Linked DNA regions of Drosophila melanogaster: region 2 is linked to region 1. The links are chromatin contacts, called in public Hi-C maps. All regions are on one chromosome and are shown on one strand. Each heading gives the region's core, a stretch centred on a gene start, on an enhancer-like site or on the middle of the called end of the contact. The rest is flanking DNA. Distances are from core to core; before and after follow the strand shown.

Evidence for each region. A called contact is a pair of places that touch in the nucleus more often than the background predicts.
Region 2: a contact with region 1 is called in a Hi-C map of the Kc167 cell line, with 2.8 times the contacts expected there. The contact joins the promoter of lncRNA:CR33963 here to the promoter of lncRNA:CR45668 in region 1. A contact is called at or near these places in 3 of 107 Hi-C or Micro-C datasets (the Kc167 cell line and eye imaginal disc).

What each region holds. Positions count from the first base shown.
Region 1 is chrX:5,897,716-5,902,290 of dm6, reverse strand. It overlaps lncRNA:CR45668 (long non-coding RNA:CR45668), which reads left to right and starts at 2,302. Exons shown (of 3, transcript NR_123807.1): 1 at 2,302-3,236. Act5C (Actin 5C) reads right to left here and starts at 1,430. Exons shown (of 2, transcript NM_001297986.1): 1 at 1,278-1,430.
Region 2 is chrX:12,657,686-12,661,835 of dm6, reverse strand. It overlaps lncRNA:CR33963 (long non-coding RNA:CR33963), which reads right to left and starts at 2,374. Exons shown (of 1, transcript NR_002692.1): 1 at 1,204-2,374. It overlaps Tis11 (Tis11 zinc finger protein), which reads right to left and starts at 2,421. Exons shown (of 4, transcript NM_001272561.2): 1 at 2,288-2,421; 2 at 969-1,302. The coding sequence starts at 1,052. CkIalpha (Casein kinase Ialpha) reads right to left here. Exons shown (of 4, transcript NM_078585.6): 4 at 4,002-4,150.

The sequences.
Region 1 (4,575 bases), core at 1,053-3,552:
GCCGGTGCAAAAGAAAGCCGCAAAGAGAGCACAGTTGCCTGTGTGTATGCGCCCTTAAAATGGCGGCTGCCTAAAACTCGAATTGGAACCCGAAATTAACATTACAAAATAAAAAAAAAAAAAAACACTAAACGCACTCTAGAAAATTTAACAATTAAGAGCCACGAAACTTTTCAAAGCTAGTTAAACTTTACCTTTTTGTTCGATTTAACAAATTCAAGGCGTGAAAACTACTGTAAACGCAAGTGGCGAGGCTGAGCTAAGCGACCGCACGGTTTGAAAGGAATGACTGGAATAAACCGACTGAAAGTGGCTGGTGAATGTTGAATGCCAGTTAACTGCGTTTTTCAATCGCTGCCTGCGTCGACGTCGCCATAGGCGTCGCTCGCTCTCGCCATCTCGCTCGCTCCGCGCCATGGTCGCTATGGGTGCGAAGGAGAGCGCTGGTGTGTTGAATTGCGGCGGCCAAGTTTTGTGACCATATATGGTCATGTTTCGAGGCGAAAAGCAAACCGTCGTCTGGCTTTCGCTCTCTCACACACACATACACTCTCTCTCGTTATTTTGCGCGTGAGTGTGTGTATATGAACGAATGCTCGAAGGTTTTCTCCATTTTTGCAACTACAACTTTGAAAAACCGGCAAAAATTTCTGCTTCAGCCAAAACGGCTGCCTACGTCACTATTTTCAAGAACCTGATCTAGTTTTACAGATTATAATATGCATATACTGTATGTATGTACATTTATGGATGATCTGGTGTTTTAGGGCGTGGGAAAAAAAGAAAGTGTTGGCGAATTGATTTGCAATTCGTAATTTGGCATATCTTTGGGTGAAATCGTGACACGCCCACATCAGCGAGCTTGGCTTTAAACACTATATTAGATCCTAACATTTGAGTTGGGGCTATTGAATTGCTTTGGTTTTTATAATTTCGTATAATTTGTATGTATATATCCTGAAATCTGCAGTTGTAATCCTGATTCTTGAGTTATGGTATTTGAAACCCTGGTTTTGTTAATTTTGATGTCTTTCGACCTATTGGTATTTTGATTGACAATTTAGGGCCAAACTTGGGTATTTTTGGAGTTTTGGTCAATACAATAACTCTTTAGCTCGTGGCTAGTATTTTTTGATCACTTTCAGCACTGGCACATAAAAAAATGTTTTGTTTACAAAAAAAATCACACATTTTCCGCGGCTTTTCTCGATTATTGCTTTTTCTTGGTGGGAGTGGTTCGATGGTGTTTTGTTGTTGGGAAGGGGAAAGCTACTTACATTTGGTGTGTTTTATTAAAATTAATTAAATAAATATAAATTAAGTCTTTCGGTTTGGTGTCTCTGGATTAGACGACTGCTGGCTGATGGAGCGGCTTTGTGTCGGGAGGAGTATCCACACAGCACAAGAACTCAAACGGTAGTGATATGAAAACTGGTCCCGCAGCCCGTTTTATAAAGCCCGCTTAGCGCTAAAACCTTATCAGCCGCAATGCTCTCCGCTCTCAAGTCGCGTTCAAAACTTTTACCATATATGGGTATGAATTGTTCGCCGATTGGGTTTTCATTTACGGAGAATTTCCTCCGCAACTGGGTGTTCGTGCTTGTGTGTGTCTTGTATATCGCCATGAAGAGTGTACTTCCATGGGTCCTATCAGTTGCGGCATGTGATTCAATTTGGGGGTTACTCATATTCGATACTTCAGCTGGTTATCTTTATGCTGTGATGGTCACGGTGCTTTTACACATTTTTTCCCCAACTACTCATTGTATGCCAAAACATACATATGTACATGTGTTTATAGTGGGTTTATTAGTAATGTCCAGCGATATTAAAACATTACAGTTAAATAATATTCATATTAGCTTACGTTTACTGCTATCTGCACTTCAAATTGGTTATTCCAGGGACATTTTGTGCAACACACATCTTCTAGTAGGGCATTCACTAGTCGTAGAAAACACACCTAACTTAAGCCGGTTTTAACAATAACGGCGAAACAGCTGCCAGACGAGAGAAAAGTACACAGCAAGAAGCATTTCTATAATGATGCCGTCCTAAATATGCAGCATTTTTGCTCAAATTGATCATTTCGTTGCATCGCTCAGGTGGTATAGTATTTGGCTATTGAATGTGATTGCTATCTTAATAGTTTTGAATAGTAATAGTGCAAATATTCATTCATAAAAAATAGGTAATCGATTTTTTCAGTGCAGTCTATGCGTTTGCGCAACAGAGACGAAGAGAGAGACGCCTCACACACAAGCACATGCGGTCTAAGCTGCTCTCCCTCTTTTTCTCTCTCTCTCTGGCTTGCGGCAGTTTTCCAGAGGCTGTGACTCAGTAAGCATTTCTTGTTGTTACCCTAACGATAAGCGTCCGATTCCTAATTCTCTTTCAAATAATTTGTTTTATTTTTTTTTTTGTGTGTTTTGAAGTCAAACAGCTTCATAAACAATATTAAATATCGCAATTGTTATTGCAAATGCATTCGTATCAGGCGCCTTGATGTTTTTCGCCAAAACTTCGTCTGCTCTTTGTCAGCGTAATTGCGTTTGCCGGTCGTGCCGTCTTGCTCGCACGCGGCTTGCAAACAAAAAGTGAAAGAGGGAAAGCCACCTGTGTTGTTGCTTTTGTTGCTATCGTTGGCTGCACACACATGGCAATAAGTAACCATATTGTAGACTTATTTATTTTAGCGTTTTCGTTGACTAATCTTTGTTTAAATAATTGCCTATTTCGAGCCAAAATGACGCATAAAAGGAAACGGCAACATGCGGTGCGTTGAGCATGCGTAAGCGAGATGGCGCTAGAGAGAGCGCAGCATAAAAAGAAAAAAACAACCGGCGAGTGGCGAGACACGAATAATACACACACGCACACATGGTCAAAGGAGTGGCTCCAACGTCGGTGACGTCGCGCCCAGCCACAGACCCCGCCACGCCCCGCCCCACCCTTCCTTCCGCTGCCCCGCACCCCTTTCCTTCCACTACCGTTTTGCCGCATTTGGTATTGCCATCTCGCTTTTTTGGCTTTACTTTGCTTTTTGAATAAGCCAAGAAACTGAAATCAAAGCGGACAGTCCGAAAATTGAATATTCCAAAAAACAACAATTGCACATGCACTGCGTTCGGCAAAAGACGCAGAAATTCAAGCCTTTTGGTCTGGCATCATCTTAAAATATCATCAGTATCATCATTGCCATTATAAATACATAAGAAAATGAGAATACATTAAAGGTATTTATTTTACAAACGCTTTACTTTATAAAAATACAACTATTATCGGAAAGCAATGCAAAATATGCCACTTAATTCCAGTTCTTTGTCATAGTCAACATATTTTGCAACAAAATTATCTATAGATAACATGTTTTTGTAGAAAATTCCACTAACTGATTTTCGTATAAATACAAATTATTCTCATTCTTCAAAATACTCGCCGACGTCATCGCGAAATTCCTCAGCATTCTTCGACAAATGAAGAGAGACAGCGAGTGACACAATCTTATCTTGCCGACGAGTCTTTGAAAATGGCCCCGGGTAACGGTGAAAAACATATAGCCAAGAATGGAGCGATCGCCAGGCGATGGAAATTGGCTTCAAATTGCTCCGAATATGGCCAGTTGGTCAGTTGGCATTGGATTGTGGAGAGATACTAGATCAGCTCGTTCTCCTTCTCCTCCGCATTCTCCTACTCCGCCCGAAGACGCTTCTTTGATCGCTTCTTTCTCGAATGTGTACATATTCATTATGTATTTGGTGTTTGGCGACGATCAGCCAGCTTTAATGGCCATAAAACGTGTCTTGGTTTGTGGGCCACATAACAGGCAGCGAGATCTGGAAAAATGATGTGACAGTGGAAATGAGAAGTAGGTGCATCTGCAAAGATTTGATTCAGAGTTGATGCCATTCATGGAAAGAGTCATTTATGAATATGATTTTTTTTTAGAAGTATCATTTGTGTTTTTAGAATATAGAATTCTATGGAACATTCTTTGGAACAAAATCATAACCTTTTTTTTGGCTCTATTTGCTTCTCTCAAGTTCGTTGCTCGATCGTTTGTTTTTTGTTTTTTTTTTTTTTTGGCAAGGCGATGAAAAAACTCGCAGAAATTTCCCCGGGCCAATGGCTTCGGTTTTCGGCACTTTTAACCTTGCGCCACTGAATTCAAGAAAAAAAAGCTGTTTTTGAAGGGAAACAGTTCGAAAAAGCGCTGGAATCCGACGGAGGGACGGCGGTGAGGGGTATCGAAACTAGAAATACTGAAATGGCCAAAAACAGCGCGTTGATGTTGACTTTGAGACCGCTATTAAGCGAAAAGCAACAACATTTAGCCATGATCAACGACCTTTCTCCAAAAGTACGTAACTCGTCACGTTTTCTACGCTCACACACGTCAAGCGAAGTAAATGAAATAAACAAGTTGAGCGACTTGGGCCAAAGCCATTGTCAAGGTCATTGAATGTGAAAATTTTCGTAAATTTTTCGCATTTCATTTGGTTTTCTTCCATTTCCATTATTTTTCGTGCACGCACCGCCAGGGTTGCCACCCCACCCCTTTTCGCGTTATTTTTA
Region 2 (4,150 bases), core at 1,125-3,624, 6.8 Mb before region 1:
TACATACGTATGTATATACAAACAGTAAATGATCACGAGTGGTGTTATTGCTGTTGTTGCTGCTGCTTTTAATGATGCTGCTGCGATGACGCCAATTGTAACAAATAAATACGAAGAGAAGGGACAAAAAGAGAAGGTGCACAGCGTAAGGGAGCGGATCGAGAGGGAGAAAGAGCGGGTGGGAGAGAGTGATATGCAAGGATGCCCCGCCCCCTTCTCCAATACACTTATCACAAATCCTTATCAGAGAATTATTTAGTCCACTTTATAGTCTGTCGCTTATTTTCATTTTTCACCACCATCACACACACACACTCTCTATTTGTTGCTGTTTTTTGTGAGTTGACAAACCGAAAGTATAATTATGAATCAGCTTTATAATGGGGAATAACAAACAACAAATACAAGTGTAACAAAACGGAAATATAACGAAGTGAAAAATGGAAAACAAGTTATCGAAATTAAGCAAACGATGCACATATTGCCTTTAACAATGCGACACAAATGCGGCGCAAAATGCAACTGCCGAAATGAATAAACCAAAAAAAAACATGTGGTTTAGGCATGTTTTAAGTTGACTGGAAAATATTTTAAGTTTTCTTTTCACTCAATCTATATGGAGCTTCTCTAATTTTGCTTACCAAGTGCTTGACTTTTTTTTTTAGTGAATTAGCAATTTGAGTTTTACTAAATTTCTTGGAAGCCCAAATACCAAGACAAAAATGCATATGCGCACATCTGCATGCAATATAAAAACAACATAAGAGACCTATTGAATTAGTTTTGTAAATTAGTCATGGCATATTTATTCAATTTCATTCATAACTCTGGGTAAAACCACATCTTGAAAAATAACACTTTAAACAATACCGAATTTTGAGAAAAAAAAAACACAAGAACAAGAATATAATGACCGAACAGTTAAAAACGGAGGAAAACGTAGTTTTTGAGAATTTTGGGAAACTTACCGTTACGTATTTGGATATATCGCCACGCTCGAAGTAGTGCGAATCATCCTGCTCTCTTGATTTCTGCAGAATATCAGCAGACATTTTGTTGATTGGTTTTGAACAGATTGTTAACTTGATTTAGCCGTTGTTGTTTATTTGTTGTATTTTCCACTGGACAAGACAGAAAAAATGTGCGAATTTTTTCGTTTTGTTTTTCTTTTCTATATATCTTTATTTCGTTGCTTTTTCTTTTGTGTTTGATTTGTATTTGCTTTGCACTTGAATATTGAGTTATGTATGTTGTTGTTATTCGTTCCGCGAATATTGCATTGCAACAATAAAAAAAAATCAGCTAAAAGAGTGAAGAGAGCGTTTGATTAGCGACGAATAATGGAAGTGAGAGAGCGATGCACGAGGGCAGAAGAGAGAAGGGCAAAGAGCAAGGGAACAAAAATTTCACGTGCTTGTCGTTCGTATGCGTATGCGTATGGGAGTGTGTTCGTAAGGATATTTTCCAGGCACATGTGCAAAGGAAAGAAGAACCAAAGGCTGATATTCTTCGCTTTGCTTTGTCCCTTTTTTGATATACACATGTGTGTGTTTGTTAAACAGCCGATGTCTGTTTTATTTACGTGTGTGCGTTGTTTGCTTTGCTTTTATCGTCTTCGTTCGCGTTCTCGAAAAGCGAAAAGATAAGCTTGCGCTTCGTCCCTTCCTTTCCGTCCTTCCTTTCCTCCTTCTCTCACTCTATCTCCCTATGTGTGCCTAAGTGTTGCGTGTGTGTGTGCGATCTCTAGTGGTGGTCGTATATCACTTGCGTCTGTGTGTTTGTAATTCTTATATTATTGCTGCGACAGCGAACTCAAAATCATCAAAAAAAAAAACATAACACAAAAATCAAATAAAAGGGCAGCAATTTCTGTCGTTTATGATTTTTCCCTGTTGCTTCGCATGCTCCTTGTGCGCGCGGTTCTTCTTGTTCCCAAAGTCCTTGGGATTGCACACATGCGCGCATGTAAATTAATCGAATGCTTGCTTATGCTTATTTGAACATGATTCAAGAAATTCTCGTTGCGCCTTTTATATTCATTTACTCTTACTTTACACCTTTTAAAAACAACGACAACAGTGGACCATTTCTTACTTTACTATACAGTTAACTGTTGTATATTGATGAACAACCAATTCGAATTTTTCCGGCACTTGCAAAAAAAAATAAACCACGAAAAGGATGAAAGGGAATGTAAGTTGACCACTCGATTTGGATCGCACAAACACCACAAGATACACGAGAAACAAGCACACAATTTTAATTTGGCTATCGAATCGCTTATTACTTTGAATACGGGCGCAGAGGTCCTGTCGCTCTTCGCTCGTTCGCAAAAAAACACAACAAAATAGACGCAGCACGTCCGTCAGACAACCAGCCAGATCGGAATCGAACCTTACACTCGCACAAAAATGTCGAATCGCCGTTTTTTCGATTCGGTTGCCCGGCAGTGTGACCAGCCGCGAGTCAGCCGAAAAATGCCCACGTCATATATGCTTTTTGGTGAACGGCATTTGGCCTCCCGTTAGGCGCTCTTTTGTCAGAGCGTTTGAGTCTAAGATATGTAAATGGTTATTCTGTAGTCGGTTAGTTTTTACCTAGCTAAAAGAAAAAATGCTTCAAACTTGAAATGAAAGTTTTTTCATATAATACCTTTAAATCAAGTAGCATAGTCGATAGTAAATCAAGTAACATTAATCGAGCCAACTCGCTTGCTAGTGGTGCCACCTGTGCAAACTCGACTGGTAGAGGTGCCACCTGTACCTACTCGCTTGCCAGTGGTGCCACTGGATTGCCTTTAAATTTTCGAAGTTATTGGCAGCGCTGTCCCAATTTCTACTATTTTTAAAACATTATTGAAGCGCATAATTGCACTAGTTAGGCAACTTTAAGTTGTTAAAGATATATTTCCAGTCACTTCAGCTCCACGGGTGGCAAAGTCAAACTATGTGGCAGCCATCTAAATCGCAGTATCAAAACAAGCGCCATAGTTTAAATTTCATTTGTATTTTTCCCCATGTTAGCTTTTTAGGAATGTAATGATAAAATAATGACAATGTTCTCAGGAGTTATCCTGCAATAAGTTATTTATAAATGTAAAATTATAAATAGCAAATGTTTTAAGATCTCTTGTCAAACTAAAGAGACGAATTGATAAATGTTGCGCTTCGTTTTTGCTCTTTTACTATTCAATCAGAACTTTAAATGTTCTTATCAGCAATTGCACTGCAATTGGTGTTTTCCAATCAGCGCCTTCTGCTTGCAAACGGGGTGCTGATTGGAATGGGTCAGTAGTGCAGTGGACATCCCATAAAGTTAATAAATAATAAAAAGCACATTCTCACACACAGACGGACCGCGTACGTGTCATTGGTCAACAATGACGAATAAACAAAGAAATTAAGAGGGTCTAATAAATAAATGTATTTCACAGTCGGGTTGCAAAAGACGTCAGCTGCTAAATTCGTTTTGGATCTTAAGAAAGACCACCTGAAAGTGAAAAAACATTACGAATCGATTTTTGGAGGCATTATGGAAAATACTTTAAAGAAAGATGATTAACGCTGCGCCCCCCTGTACCATCCATTACAGTATCGCAGATAACCATTCCATTAAATATAAACGTAATTTAAAATATTGACAACTTTCTCTACAAAGATTCTACGTTTTTTTTCTCATCTCTTCAGAATATTTTGCTAACTACCAGCTATGCAATCTACTAGATGATATCAATAGTAGCAGTACAAATTTAAATAAACAAACCATAAACCATAAACCATAAACCATAAACCAATGTGACAATGAAATGTTTTTATGTCACGTTCAAGTTTTCATAACTAAAATGCATTATTAATGACTGAACGCAAGATCTGAAAAACACAGGCATTTTTTTGTGATTAATTTAAATATATAAAAGCATCTTTAATTTCAACTAAATTTTAATTTCAGCTGAAACGAATACAACTTTAGATACAAAGCACTTATGGGGGAAATTAAATGTTGGGGCTCAAATAAAACGTATGCATATATATATATATATGAATATACAATTTTTATGTAAATTTAATATAGTATAATAAAAAAACTAATTACATGCTACAATTTTAAAAAAGATTATTAACCAATAGAGCTAATCGCTAATAAACAATGA